Linked DNA regions of Sus scrofa: region 1 is linked to region 2. A link is a contact called in public Hi-C data. All regions are on one chromosome and are shown on one strand. Each heading gives the region's core, a stretch centred on a gene start, on an enhancer-like site or on the middle of the called end of the contact. The rest is flanking DNA. Distances are from core to core; before and after follow the strand shown.

What was found. Hi-C and Micro-C count contacts between places; a contact is called where the count stands out from the background.
Region 1: a Hi-C map of epiblast stem cells shows a contact between it and region 2, with 2.2 times the contacts expected there. The contact joins two enhancer-like sites. A contact is called at or near these places in 1 of 5 promoter capture datasets (liver), 26 of 47 Hi-C or Micro-C datasets (adipose tissue, blood, brain and 12 more) and 2 of 2 datasets of contacts at active chromatin or transcription factors (alveolar macrophages and skeletal muscle).

The regions. Positions count from the first base shown.
Region 1 is chr6:145,105,412-145,112,311 of Sscrofa11.1, reverse strand. No RefSeq gene overlaps it. Among named protein-coding and RNA genes, the nearest start is that of SERBP1, 78 kb to the left of the region's middle. Within about 2 kb of position 3,646, at least 12 of the 83 cell types and tissues checked have an H3K27ac peak or open chromatin away from gene starts, as enhancers often do. A contact at or near this core is called in epiblast stem cells, where this site is marked.
Region 2 is chr6:144,847,180-144,854,045 of Sscrofa11.1, reverse strand. The region is part of intron 2 of GNG12 (guanine nucleotide binding protein (G protein), gamma 12); the gene reads right to left. Among named protein-coding and RNA genes, the nearest start is that of GNG12, 68 kb to the right of the region's middle. Within about 2 kb of position 1,820, at least 36 of the 83 cell types and tissues checked have an H3K27ac peak or open chromatin away from gene starts, as enhancers often do. A contact at or near this core is called in epiblast stem cells, where this site is marked.

The DNA of each region.
Region 1 (6,900 bases), core at 2,397-4,896, 260 kb before region 2:
ATTCCTTCATTTCTCTTTTCAAACCTTCCTTTTTCTGAAGCATCCTACTTTGGAACTTTCCTCATTCTTTTTTTTTTTTTTTTTTTTGCCAACTCAGCATGCAGGAGTTCCTGGGTCAGGGATCAAACCTGTGCTACTGCAGTAACCAGAGCCACAGCAGTGATAATGCTAGATTCTTAACCTGCTGTGCCACCAGGGAACTCCAATTTTCCCCTTTCTGATTTATGTTGTCTTTTATAGTTTCTATGATTTTCTTATTTTTAAAACTCATTTTGAAATATTAAATTTCAATTTTCATCATTTGTTTGGTATTTTTCATGGTCTGTAGTGATATTATTCTGTTTCTTATTCTTTTTTTCTTATAATAATGTCATTGGTATTTGACTTGACTACAGTCCTTTCCTGTGGCTCTTTTTTTTTTTTTTTTTTTTTTTTTGTCTTTTTAGGGCCACATCCACGGCATATGGAGGTTCCCAGGCTAGGGGTCTAATCAGAGCTATAGCTGCCAGCCTATGCCACAGCCATAGCAATGCCAGATCCGAGCCGCGTCTGTGACTACACCACAGCTCATAGCAATGACAGATCCTCAACCACTGAGCAAGGCCAGGGATCGAACCCAAAACCTCATGGTTCCTAGTTGGATTCATTTCTGCTGTGCCACGACAGGAACTCCTCATTTTTTTTTTTTAGTGAAATGTTTCACTTTATTTTCAGAAGTTAAAAATGGCAAAATCTTTTCTAGTTTCACAGTCTACAGCATCCCCTTCTGGTGATTTCATGAAGTAACTATAAATATGACCTCATATGTTCTGAATTCCTCTTCCCTGCTCCCCTCCCAACCCTTTATTTTGATACCACCTTTTCTTTGCCCCTTTCCCTGTCTTGCTGAGTTTGGATGATACTTCCAGCATTTTCTCCTCAAGGTGGGGCTTCATCCTGGAAGAGTGCTTTGGCTCGTTGGCTTTAAGAGTTCACAGGGGAGTTCCCATCATGGCTCAGCAGAAACAAATCTGACTAACATCCATGAGGACGCAGGTTTGATCCCTGGCCTTTCTCAGTGGGTTTAGGATCTGACATTGCCATGAGCTGTGGTGTAGTTCAGACACAGCTCCGATTTGGCATTGCTGTGGCTGTGGTATAGGGCAGTGGCTATAGCTCTGATTTGACCCCTAGCCTGGGAACCTCCATATGCCATGGGTGAGGTTCTAAAAAAGATAAAAAAAAAAAAAAAAAAAAAAAGAATTGACAGGGCCCCGACGCTGGACTACAGGATGGTCAGATCTCCCACAGGCTCCTCCAGCATGGTCAGATCTTCCCATAGGCTCCCTGTACTCAAGCATGCATCAGAACCTCTCCCAAACTCAGACTCCAGCTTTGCCTCTTTCTCCAAATGGCCCGTAGAACTTTCCAGTCAGCTCCTTTGGTGGTTGGGAGAGGGGGCAGGGGCATCAGAAGCCCGTTAACCTTTGCTTCTCTTCCTTCTGCAGTTTCTGATATCAGATGGGTCATGCAATAATTAGCAACTTGTTCTCACTCACTCTAATTTTGAAGTTCGAGGAGACACTGCTTGCCAGGTTTGGTAGTAGGTGTTGGTGTTGTCTGTTGAGTTTTTGGTTTTGCTCACCTAGAGGCTGTAAATGTTTTAGTGGTGGGATTCAAGGAGATTAAAAAACTCTTCCACCACCTAGTTGCACAATGCGCTAAATTTACCAAAAATCATTTAATTGTACACTGCAAATGGGTGAATTTCATGATCTATAAATCACACCTTCACAAAGTTAAAAAAAAAAAAAAAACCGTCACAAACAACCCTGTACCATTGCCATTGAATCTTATCAGAATTCCCCTTGTCCCTAATCACGTCAACAAATAAGCATCAGTAAACAACAAAGGAAAATCTCAGTGATGGAGGTCACAGTGCGCCAGGTCCCCTCTCCTCTCCTGCCTGGGCACAAGGAGAGAGCATTTTCCCCAGCCCTGGAACTAGCTCTAGGCAGTGAAATTTGATCAGAAGTGCTGCTTCTGGACTGAAATGTTTAAAGCTGGGGTACTACCTCGCTTTTTCCTCTACCATCCTTGTAAACACCACAGCCTCTTCCATCCTGATGACCCAGTGTCTACCCGAAAAGATAGTGATGGAGACAAACAAAGAGAAAGGAAGAGGGAGGCTCAGGGGATACAGAAACAATTCAGAGAGAAGACAGAAATATCAACGTCTCTTCTAGACATTTCCATCCTTTCCTGTTTATTTCACCTCACAACTCTAAACATGCATATCCCAGATTTGCTTTATAAAAAGTACATGAGGAGTTCCCGTCATGGCGCAGTGGTTAACGAATCCGACTAGGAACCATGAGGTTGCGGGTTCGATCCCTGCCCTTGCTCAGTGGGTTAAAGGATCTGGCGTTGCCGTGAGCTGTGGTGTAGGTTGCAGACGCGGCTCGGATCCCGCGTTGCTGTGGCTCTGGCGTAGGCCGGTGGCTGCAGCTCCGATTCACCCCTAGCCTGGGAACCTGCATATGCCGCAGGAGCGGCCCAAGAAATAGCAACAACAACAACAACAACAAAAGACAAAAAAAAAAAAAAGAAAAAAGACAAAAAAAAAAAAAAAAGTACATGAATGTGGATCCAAATAGATAGCTTTTCTTTTTTAAGACTGTTAGGCCCTCATCTAGGCGCAAGGATCACCTGCACAAAGAGCTCACCAAGTGGCCATGCTCTGCAGTAAAACCAGAGCCCCACTGTCGACCCCACTCATCATTTCCTGGAGAGCAAGTAGGTCCAGAGACACCTCTTCTGAGTTTCCTCATGGCCAAGACCTTTCCTTTTCTAACAGTGGGTAGATGGTGGAAAACCAAACGCTCCTTTTGGTAAAACAGCCCCCACGTGAAAAACCACACATGAAAAATAGGGCACACTGAGCTCGAGGACCTGGAACTAAAGGACAAAGCAATGCTAACTCTGGTCTTATCAATAATGGGAGGAAATCCTAGGCTGATGGTGGAGGGTGGTTCAGCCTAATGGTCAGGCATCGAGACCTGGGGCGAAACAGGTTTGAGTGGAATCCCACCTCCAGCATTTATTAGCTGGGCAGCATTAGGCAAGTGCCTCACCTTCTCTGAGCCTCATCTTCCCTGCTTTGTTGTTTGGATCTAAGGATTAAATAAGATAATACAGTCACAGGATTTTGTGTAGTGACAGGCACCAACAAGCGTTGATTAAACGCAGGCCTGTGTCTCCAAGGTGGCTGAGGTCACCTCTTAAAAAACTCCCTGCTGTGAAAGCAAGTCATCCATCCTTGCAGTTTGACCTTCCTGGTCTGAGGTCAGGAGATTGGGTAGCATACTTGTTTCAGGACCTTTGTAGTTTTCCAAGACGTGGAAGAGCCCGCATGGAGTTGGTGCAAACTAGAATTACAGGAAATGTCTGCAGGGAGCAGAACAGCAATGGAGAGAGGACTCCATCGTTAGCTGCACAGTTCAACCTTATTGCCTTAGCTATTTTCACGGAAAGGGCTCTGCGGTAAAACCAAAACTTGCTTACTGTGACCAAACGTTTCACAGCACCATTGCTGATAGGGTGGGTATGGTCGTTCTGTGCTGTGGATACACACCTTTTGTTTTCCACCCAGGGAGCCTGGGGCGGGGCAAGGCTAGGCTGAGCTGCAGGCTTGGAAGCAAACCCAGAAGGGCAGGGGGAGCTGCCCGAGGGCTGGCTGTGAGCTGTGTGTGTGTGAAAGCTGCTGTCTCAGGGCTGTTTGGATCTTCCAGGCACAGAACATTCACCGGCTCTTTGCAAAACCCTTCTCTGGGCTCGTGTTGGTGATGAAACACCTCCATTCCACAGAGGCAGTGGACAAAGGAACTGAGCCGGACATCTGGATGGGACATCCCCCTCGACCCAGTGTGTCCTTAACTCCACTCTTTACCTGCCTCCCAAACCTGTTCCTCCTCTTCCGTTCTCTAGCTCAGCAAGTTATTCATGGCTAAGTCCCCACACTTAGTCACCATGCTGCAAACCCGGGTGTCCTCGGGCTTCTTCCCTCCCTCTCACCTACCTCCCTCTCTCCCTGTGTCATTCATAAGGTCTGGCTGATGCTGCCCTGGAAACACCCTGATGCTCCCGACTCCTCTCCACCACCACCAACAGAGTGCTCAGTATTCCTCTCACCTTGACCTTGGCCATGGCCAAGGGGATACATTTCCCCCTGCCCTCCATGGACACCCCACCACTTCTTCACAGTTCTCCAGAGCCGGTCTTCCTAAAACCAGCCACACACCCCACTAAAACTGGTGACATGATTACTAAAGAAAGAGGGAGAGTGTAGGTACTAGAAACAGTCTCTGTCACATGCCACTGTGCTAAGCCATTTACCTAACTCTCTCTCTTAATCATCAAACTTTCATGAACTAATGCAGCAGAATCCTATTTCGATGCAATTCTTTTTCCTCCCTCCCACCCCAGTAAGCCTTTTCCCAGGTGCAATTCCTCCTGAGGCAGCAGCCAGAGATCTTTGCTCAGGAGCTGGTGATGTCCCCTTATGGAAAACATTAGCATGACTTCCTATTCAACAAATAAGAAAAGAGAGGCTCAGAGAAGTAATTTGTCAAGCATCACACAGTAAATGATGAAGCCTTAATGTTATCTCAGGTAATCTGACTCCCCAGCTCACATTTTTAACCACTTATACCGGGCTAAGGATGAGTAACAAGGTTCTTGTGCCTTGGAAACACTTGGGCTGGCAGGACATACAGATATAAACAAATAACTCCTATAAAACATGATACCTATGTGAATTAGGTATGACTGATTCTGGAACCCTGAGGAAATAGAGGGCCGGTTGGTTGTACAACTTAGTTTGGCTTTTGCTCTGCATCACCATGGTTCCTTGCCATCTCCAGGTCTAAGTACTTCCTTACACATATTAGAAAATACTGTAAATTGGAGCGTGGACCCAGCAGTAACCATTCCTTACCGAGCAATGCTTCTGTGCTCCCCATATTCTGCACTCCCTGGAGGGTCTTTTAAGCCTGCTATGGGGCTCCTGAGCGGATTCGGACAGGCTCTGTTCTTGGGCCTGATGGTGAAGTTGCAAAGGGTTCTCCCTTTGTGGGATTGTGGCAGTCAGCTCACAAAAGCAAACCTCCAAAGACCCATCCCTCAGCCCTCTCTCTCAGAAAAGACCACTGGTTACTAACAGGCCCCAGGCCCTGTGGGGGTGTGTCTCTGAAGTGGGTGTCCTCCCTCCCTCTCTCTCTTTTTTTTTTGTCTTTATAGGGCTGCACCCACGACATATGCAGGTTCCCAGGCTAGGGGTCTAATCGGAGCTGCAGCTGCTGGCCTATGCCAAAGCCACAGCAACACCAGATCCGAGCCGAGTCTGCAACCTACAGCACAGCTCTTGGCAATGCTGGATCCTTAACCCACTGAGTGAGGCCAGGGATCGAACCCGCAACCTCATAGTTCCTAGTCAGATTCGCTAACCACTGAGCCATGATGGGAACTCCCCTCCCTCCCTCTCTTTCACTTCTTTTCCTTCCTCTGTGACCACATGTGAAGCATGTATTTCTGCCAGGTACAGTGCTGGGAGCTGAGATGCGGGGACAAGTAAGACCTCAGGCCTAGAGACACCGTTTCCACTGTGGCAGGAAGAACATGGACTTTAGGGCCTGAGTGTCTCAGTCAGAATTCCAGCTACAGACTTTCTAGCTGTGTGCCCTTGACAAGTTACTTAGCCTCCGTGGGTCTTAGTTTCCCGGTCTGTGAGATGGCAGAACATAGGTATTTACCGTATAGCACTGTGGTGTGGGTAACAATGAGAGGATTACATGTAATGCACTTAGAACAGTGCCTGACCCAGGGCAATACTCTGAAGTATTTACTGCTATTTGCATACAATACAGTACAGTCCCGAAGGCTGTGATAGTTCTCACTTTCCTTCTCCCTAGATAAATCACACAGCTTGCTGAGGTGCCTGGGACGTGGTAACCTCTCAGTCAACGAAGTCAGCAATCATCATAATTGTCATTGTTGACAATGACAATTATGTCAAAGCTGACCTCAGAAGGGAATTTTCTGGGCACATTAGTCAGCTCTGTGTCAAGAGACAAAACAATGGTGAAAACCTAGCTGTGAGGAGAGGCTGAAGAGCTTGGCTGCAGAAGGAAGATGACCATCTTTGTTGGCCTGGAGTGAATTCTCTCCCCAGGAAGCCAAAAAGGGCTGATCAGTCGTGTGGTTAAACCTGGTAGGACTGAATCCTTGGCCCACTGACCGTAGCAGGGTTAACAGTGTCCATCAGTGGAGCACCTACCTCCCAGCAGGGATGACAAGAAGAGTAAATTCAACCCAGCTTCACCATCCACAGCATGCACATTTTGTGTGTGTGTGTGTGTGTGTGTGTGTGTGTGTGTGTGTGTGTGGTAGATGTGTGTGGTATCTGTGTGAGAGAGAGATGTGTATGTGGAGTGTGTGTCTAAAAAATATGTTTATGTGTGTGTGGTGAGTATGTGTATGTGAGAGAGATGTGTGTATATAGTGTGTGGGGGTCTGTGTGTGTGTGTGTATGTGAGAGATGGGTGTGTATAGTGTGGGTGAGTCTGTTTATCTCTCTGTGTGTGTAGGTGTGAGAGAGAGATGTGTGTATTTGGTGTGTGTGGGTCTCTCTGTGTGTGTGAGAGAGAGATGTATATATATAGTGTGCATGTATATGTGAGAGAGAGATGTGTGTATTTGGTGTGTGGGTACATTTGTGTGTGTGTTTGTGAGAGAGACAGATGTGTGTATATGGTGCGTGGGGGCTGTTTATCTGTGTGCGCGTGTATGTGTGTGGGGAGTGCCAGGTCAGGGCGAGCCTGCACTATTGCTGAAGAGGCAAACATTTTAAATTATTCTTGGACT
Region 2 (6,866 bases), core at 571-3,070:
TTTGCTGTGCAGTAGAAATTGACAGAACACCATAAATCAACTATAACAGAAAAAATAAAAATCATAAAAACCCCACAAATATCGCTGTTCCTCTCGTGATTGATCCTGAATACATTTGCCTGTCTGTTCTCTTGTTGATTCTTTTGTTTGTGCATTTCTTCATTCAGGAAATCTCCACTGAGTGTCTGCCCTGCGCCAGTATTTTTCTGGGTGCTGACATTAAGCTCTTGTGTAAAGAGATATACACAGTAATGCATATTATGCTACGGGCTATGAAATAACCCTGCATCAAGCAACAGGAGGGAGCACTCCAGGGGGCGTGGGCAAGAGCCTGGTGTGCTGAGAAAGACACTGAGGTGATGTGGCTGCAGTGGGGAGGGGTTGGGGGGAGAGGAAGAAAAAAGGAAAAAGGGTCCAGCCTTTGGAGCTCCCACCCCCGGTTCCATCTCCTCGCACTTATCACAACAATCCTCAAAATGTCTGCAAAACGCTGCCCTTTACTAAAAACACGAACTCCTCTATTGCTCATATATGGACCAGGCTCAAACAGCCATTTCTAAAGTTGGCCCTTCTCTCCTCTGTCTGTCCTAGTCAGCAGAGTCTGAACTTCAGGGAGCTACCCTGTGTGAATAATAACGAAAATATCCTGAAATTCGGGGGAACTTACACACCAACTCTGATGTTGCTTGGCCTGGCAGTTACCTGAATATCAAGGGATCATTAACGAATCAGGCTGTCTCAACAGTAATGGCTGGTTTCAACAGTGGAAAGGGGACAGATGCCCAAGAACGGAGAAAGGGGTGTGTGTGTGTATCTTCTCAAATCATCAGGATGGTGGCTGCAACCACAGGCAAGGAGGTGGGGGTTCATGAACAAGAGCAACCAGCCTGGGCCGTGGGCTGTGGCCAGGCCAGCAGAAAGTCCAGCCCCTAGGCCCATGCCCTCCTCTGGACTTTGTCAGAGTGAGACAAAAGGCAAGAAACTAGGAGTTCCCATCGTGGCTCAGTGGTTAACGAATCTGGCTAGGAACCATGAGGTTGGGGGTTCGATCCCTGGCCTTGCTCAGTGGGTTAAGGATCCGGCGCTGCCATGAGCTGCAGCTCAGATCTGGCATTGCTGTGCCTGTGGCACAGACCTGCAGCTACAGCTCCGATTAGACCCCTAGCCTGGGAACCTCCATATGCTGCGGGTGCAGCCCTAAAAAGACCAAAAAAAAAAAAAAAAAAAAAAAGTTACTAATATAAACACAATGGGCTGCACCCTCCATTGGGGGGCAGAGATCCAGGACAATGGTGATGATAAACATTCATCAGGGATGTGAACTATCACTTGGTGAACAAAAGATAGCAGATGAGGTTTCCATTGTGAAAGCTCTTACGACTGAAGACACAATGTAAACTAAACAATTGGGTCAGATCCAGTCATTAAAAGCAGTTGAGTAATTAACAAAGGGTTGATAAAGGTGAAAATCATATTTCAACAGAAGATGACATATATAGAAAGGTTTTTGGTTTTGGTTGCACCCACGACATGTGAAAGTTCTTGGGCTGAACCTGTGCCACAGCTGCAGCAGCGCTGGATCCTTAACCTACTGTTAAGGAACTTCCTGGGACTGTTTTTATATTTGAACCAGTGTCCTTTTAAGTCTGTTTTGCATTTTACATTTAAAAATACATAAAATGTGTAGGAAGTAGTAGTCAAATAACTATTACCTAGTTAGCCCAACAGTGACTTTCTAGCAGGTGTTAGTAATAAGTGTAAATGAACTGAGACAAATGATTTAAACTAGCATCACTAAAGCGGATTTCAACATGGGTGGCTGTGAGCTGGAGTCTGTAAATTAGCATCACTAAGAGATATCCAGTTGGTGGTTGAAATGCCTATTCTCTGGTTGATTTTACGTCTCTGCCACAATCTCAAGGAGTAAAATAAGCCTACAGAGTGGTAAAGATTTGCCATAGTTAGCGTGGTGGCAAAGTTTTGCCAAAAAAGTCTACTGCAGTTTAATATGTGTGAGCCTTAAAACTAGTGGCATTTTAACTATTTTACTCTTTACAGATTTAAAATAAAATTAACTCTTAAGTTTAGAAACAGTTTCAAGGGAAAAAACACCCCCAAGTCCCAAGCCCTTATCGATCCAGCCCCTTTTACTGTCGTAACTTATCAGAGGATGACAATTTCTTTGCAGATTATCAGTCAGAACAATGAGGAAGCCTGAGAGCTCATTTTTAAACAGTTCTCCACTTCTCCACCAGGGGGCGAAAGTTGGCCAGCATTTGACTGAGAGAATGATTTATAAACTTGGATATTCTTTTGCATAGTGTCAGAAAGATATTCATGTATAAAAACAGCCTTTCCCCTCTCACTGCTTCTCAATACATTTAATCCTGACTGATTAGCAAAGCAAGCCAGCGCTTGTGCGGAATAAGAGGAAAGAGACACAGTGATGGGCTAAGAGCAGCCGGCACACTTGATCAGCACAGCCCTGTACTGTAGGTTGGCCGGCCATTCTCCCAAGACTTGAGATCAGAGTGATGGTTTTGCCAAAGCTGATCCAGTTTCAAGGATATTCCCCCACCACCACCCCTTTTTTAAAGAAGCATTTTCCACTGGCCTTTTTTAGCCAGCTGATGCCTCATGCAGGGCTGGCTCCTTTTGCCCAGCCCCTTTGCAGGGCCTCCCTCCCAGCAACCACAAAGCCACAGGAGGCCTGAGAGCGCAGGCCCTGCCTTCCTGCAGGGACCGGGACCTTTCCACCCAGGGAGGGTGTCTGGTGGCCAGGAAGGAGCCCAGACAGCAACCCCTGGCTGGGCCTCCCTCCCCTCAGTCACGGGGTCAGGAGCTCTGGGTGGGAACTTGCTTCTAGCTGGATCTAGCTGCAGCAGAGGAGACAGACAGACAGACTGACTGACACACACACACACTCTCACACATGCAAAGCCTGTCCCTGAACAGGAAGCAAGTTGGAGTTTTAGCATCTTGGTGCCAGTAGCACAGGCTGGAGCGAAAAAACCCGGAGCCAATTCTCCCAGGTCTGGGGACAGTCCCAGTTTTTGTGGCTCCTGAGCCTCATACAATTTGGGGGCCTCTTTAGAAAAAGAATATGAAATTAGGAAGAGCACACACGGGGTTCTTGCCAGTAGGAGGTCCTGAGGCTTCGGCTTCACAACCACCATTAGCTCTGGGGTAGGTGCTGTGAGTTGAGGATGTGCTGACACGGGGGTCCCGTGAGCCTTGGGCACCGAAGGACGGCGGCGGCGGGGGAGCAGGGGTGGGTTCTCTAAGGCCACATGGCTCAGCTCTCCCTTGGGGAGTGGGCTCCGGGGTTGGGCAAGGAAGAGGGCAGGAGATCCTGCTCCCTTTTCATCCTGCCCCCAGTGCATGGGCAGATGCTCCATAAACCCTCGCTGACCAACCAACTGAAGTGGCACCGCTGCCCTGCCCCCTCTCGTCTTTCTGGCTTCCCAGCCATATTTCACATCAAGGAAGATTCCTGCTGAAATGACTATCCACAGAGGTAAGTCAGCAAGAGTAGGTTTCCTGCTCCCCTGGATCATTTGTCCATCAATGTGTCCAGGCATGAATGACACCAACTTCAGAGTCAGTCCCCCAGCGAATGATGTTATCACCCTTCTTCACAAACCCGGCATTTGATGCAGCAGGGCACCTGGTCAGTAACAAGCAAAGGGGACAGGAACTCTGCTGGCTCAGGATCCCAGAGGACCCGTGGAAGAAACGGCTCAACAAATGCAGGCAAAAAAACCAAAACAAAACAACCACTGCAGGCATTTCCCTGTCACAGGGAGCAAACCTCCTCAACAGGAATCCCTGCTCTGCTGCAGGCCAGCTCTCTGCCCTGCCTAAGCCTCAGTCTGCAGTTTGGGTCATCTTCTTGCAGCTGTGGCTCTGTCCTCCTCCCCCATGTCTCCTTCCAAGACCTCCTTGGGTGCCACGAAGGTACCCACTCTGTGTTTTTATTGAAAGATCACAAAATAAACTGATCTGAATTTAAAGCATCTGGCTAAATATAGCTATGTTTGCATATTTCCGTGGGACTTGTAAAAATAATACATAAACTTCTAATCGAGTGGCAAAATCACTTACCCAAATCTTAACAAGGAAATGAGCTGATGCCTAAAAAAAAGTAGAAAGCTGTTTGGTTGAGTTATGTAGCTGGCTTTCACATATGCTACAGTTTGGTATTTATAAGCAAACACGCTACTAAATGTTCCTTGTTCTTTCTTGAACAAAACAGTGAGAACTTCTTCCATCTGAATGCGTCTTCATGAAGCCATTTATCACAAGGAAAAAAGCGTCCTGCAAATTCTAATCTGTGAAATGGAGATAATATTGTGATGGGAGAATCATGGCCACCCTTATTTTTGGGTGCTTCCTATGTGGCCGGCCTGAGCTGAGCATTTCATACTGATTATTTCACGTAATCCTCTCAACAGCCCTGTAGTGTTATCCTCAATTTATTACTGTGAAATCTGAGGCTTTAAGAGTAAGCGACTTGCTCGACGATTCCTGGAGAAGTGCTACTTTTCCCAAAGCTTTAGAAGTTTTTTAGACATCATCACGATAGTCCAAGGCAAATGATGATTAATAATAGCCTACTTACTGAATACATACTGGGTGACAGGCTGCTGTGCTGAATCCATTCCATGCACTGGTTCCTGTAATCCAGCTAACTTAAAAAAATTTTTCAGTTCCCGTCGTGGCTCAGTGGTTAACGAATCCGACTAGGAACCATGAGGTTGCGGCTTCAATCCCTGGCCTTGCTTAGTGGGTTAACGATCCAGTGTTGCCGTGAGCTGTGGTGTAGGCCCGCAGCTACAGTTCTGATTCGACCCCTAGCCTGGGGACCTCCATATGCTACGGGAGCGGCCCAAGAAATGGCAAAAAGACCAAAAAATCTTTTTGTTTTTAGGGCTGCACCTGCAGCATATGGAAGTTCCCTGGCTAGGGGTTGAATTGGAGCTGCAGCTGCTGGCCTTATACCACAGCCACAGCAACACAGGATCCGAGCCACATCTGCAACCCATGCTGCAGCTTGTGGCAATGGTGGATCTTTAACCCACTGAGTGATGCCTGGGATCAAACCCACATCCTCATGGTCACTATTGTCAGGTTCTTAACCCTCTGAGCCACAATGGGAACTCCCATGTTGTATTAGTTTCTGCCCTATAGCAAAGTGCCACACACACACGTTTGTGTGTGTGTGTGTGTGTGTATATATACATACTTTTACTACTTTTACATGTTCTTTTCCATTCTGGTTTATCACAGAATATTGAATATAGCTCACTGTGCTACAGTCCAGGACTTTGTTGTTTATCCAGTACAGCTCTCCCCATTTAACAGATGAGGAAACCGAGGCTCAAAGAGGTTCAACTACTCTGCCCAAGCATCTCAAGTGGCTGAGGAATGGCCTGAACTCCAGTCTATCCGTTTATACTATGCCATCTCCCTAATGTAAAGTGTACGCAAGTAGAAGGTTTGTTTCTAGTGACAGCCGGTCTAGATGTTTGAATGGCTCAACAAAAACCACCCTGTTCTTTCAGCAGAGAGAAGTCAGGTGTGAGGTGCTGAGGGAGATCAGTTCTGCCCTCTGGGCCTCTGTCTCCAACATGATCCAGGGCAGGAGGAGGGCCCGGGGTGGGAGGGAGGCAGCTGTATCTCACCATCTTCGTAGACAGCCTAACTCGAGGGCATAAACCAGGTTCACATCTGGATACATAAGGCTGAGACTTGCCAGGGGGACCAGTCCACGATGGAAGCACCCAAAATGCACTTTATACCCTCTTAGGCGGCTGTCCCCACAGTGACTCCAACGTTAGCTGATCCAAGCATCTCGCCAGCACGTGCCACTTGCTCATCTGAGACGCTGCCCTCAGCATGGGGGGATGGGGCAACCAAACACTGAGTGGCCCACTTGTCGTGGGGGCCACCATCACAGTGGCCCAAGTTGCACACAACAGAGAGGGATACTTGGGCAGAGGGGTCAAGGTCGCAATGCCAGGGCTGGAGCAAGCAGACAAATCAGCCAAGTCCAAAGGACGTCAGCATGAAAGAAAAACTGCAAAAGACTGGGGGTGTCTCTGAAGGGCAAGGCTTCCTTTTGGAGAGTTCAGACACTATGGATGGACCCCTGATCAAAACGCTCCCCCACCCCCAAGCATGGCAACCCAGCAGCTCTCAGATCCGGAGAAAGGATGTTACGGTCATAAGAATGAAAAATGGTGCTGGAGCACTGTGTGCCCCAGTGCTAGCTTTTGGTAGGGGTTATGTCAAGTGCATCTTGATGTGACAGTAAAGAAAACCAACACAGAGACAAGGTCAGACGCTCCCCTGTGGTCTTAGAGAACAGGGTGTGGGTGACAGCCTGGCTTCCACTTGAATCCCTGTAGCCCAGCCAAACTTTTTTTTTTTGATGGCCCACGGTATATGGAGGTTCCCAGGCTAGGGGTCCAATCGGAGCCGTAGCTGCCAGCCTATGCCACAGCCACAGCAACACAGGATCTGAGCCATGTCTGCAACCTACACCATAGCTCACAGCAACAATGGATCCTTAACCCACTGAGGGAGGCCAGGGATCAAACCTGTGTCCTCATGGTTACCAGTCAGATTCATTTCAGCTGATCCACATTTCCAGGCGGCTTTTCCCGTTCACATACACATTTCTGATCCCACTAAAGGGAAGGTTATGGGGACCCAGGCTTGGCTTCATGGGAGCAGCATCTTTCCAACAACTTGCAGTATCTGAAAGTCAGGATGGGAGACTCGGGCAGGTGGGCGAGAGGGAGGTCGAGAGCGCCCATGCCTGGACAGCTGTCCAGGCTGAAGGACTGCTTTTGGGGGTGCTG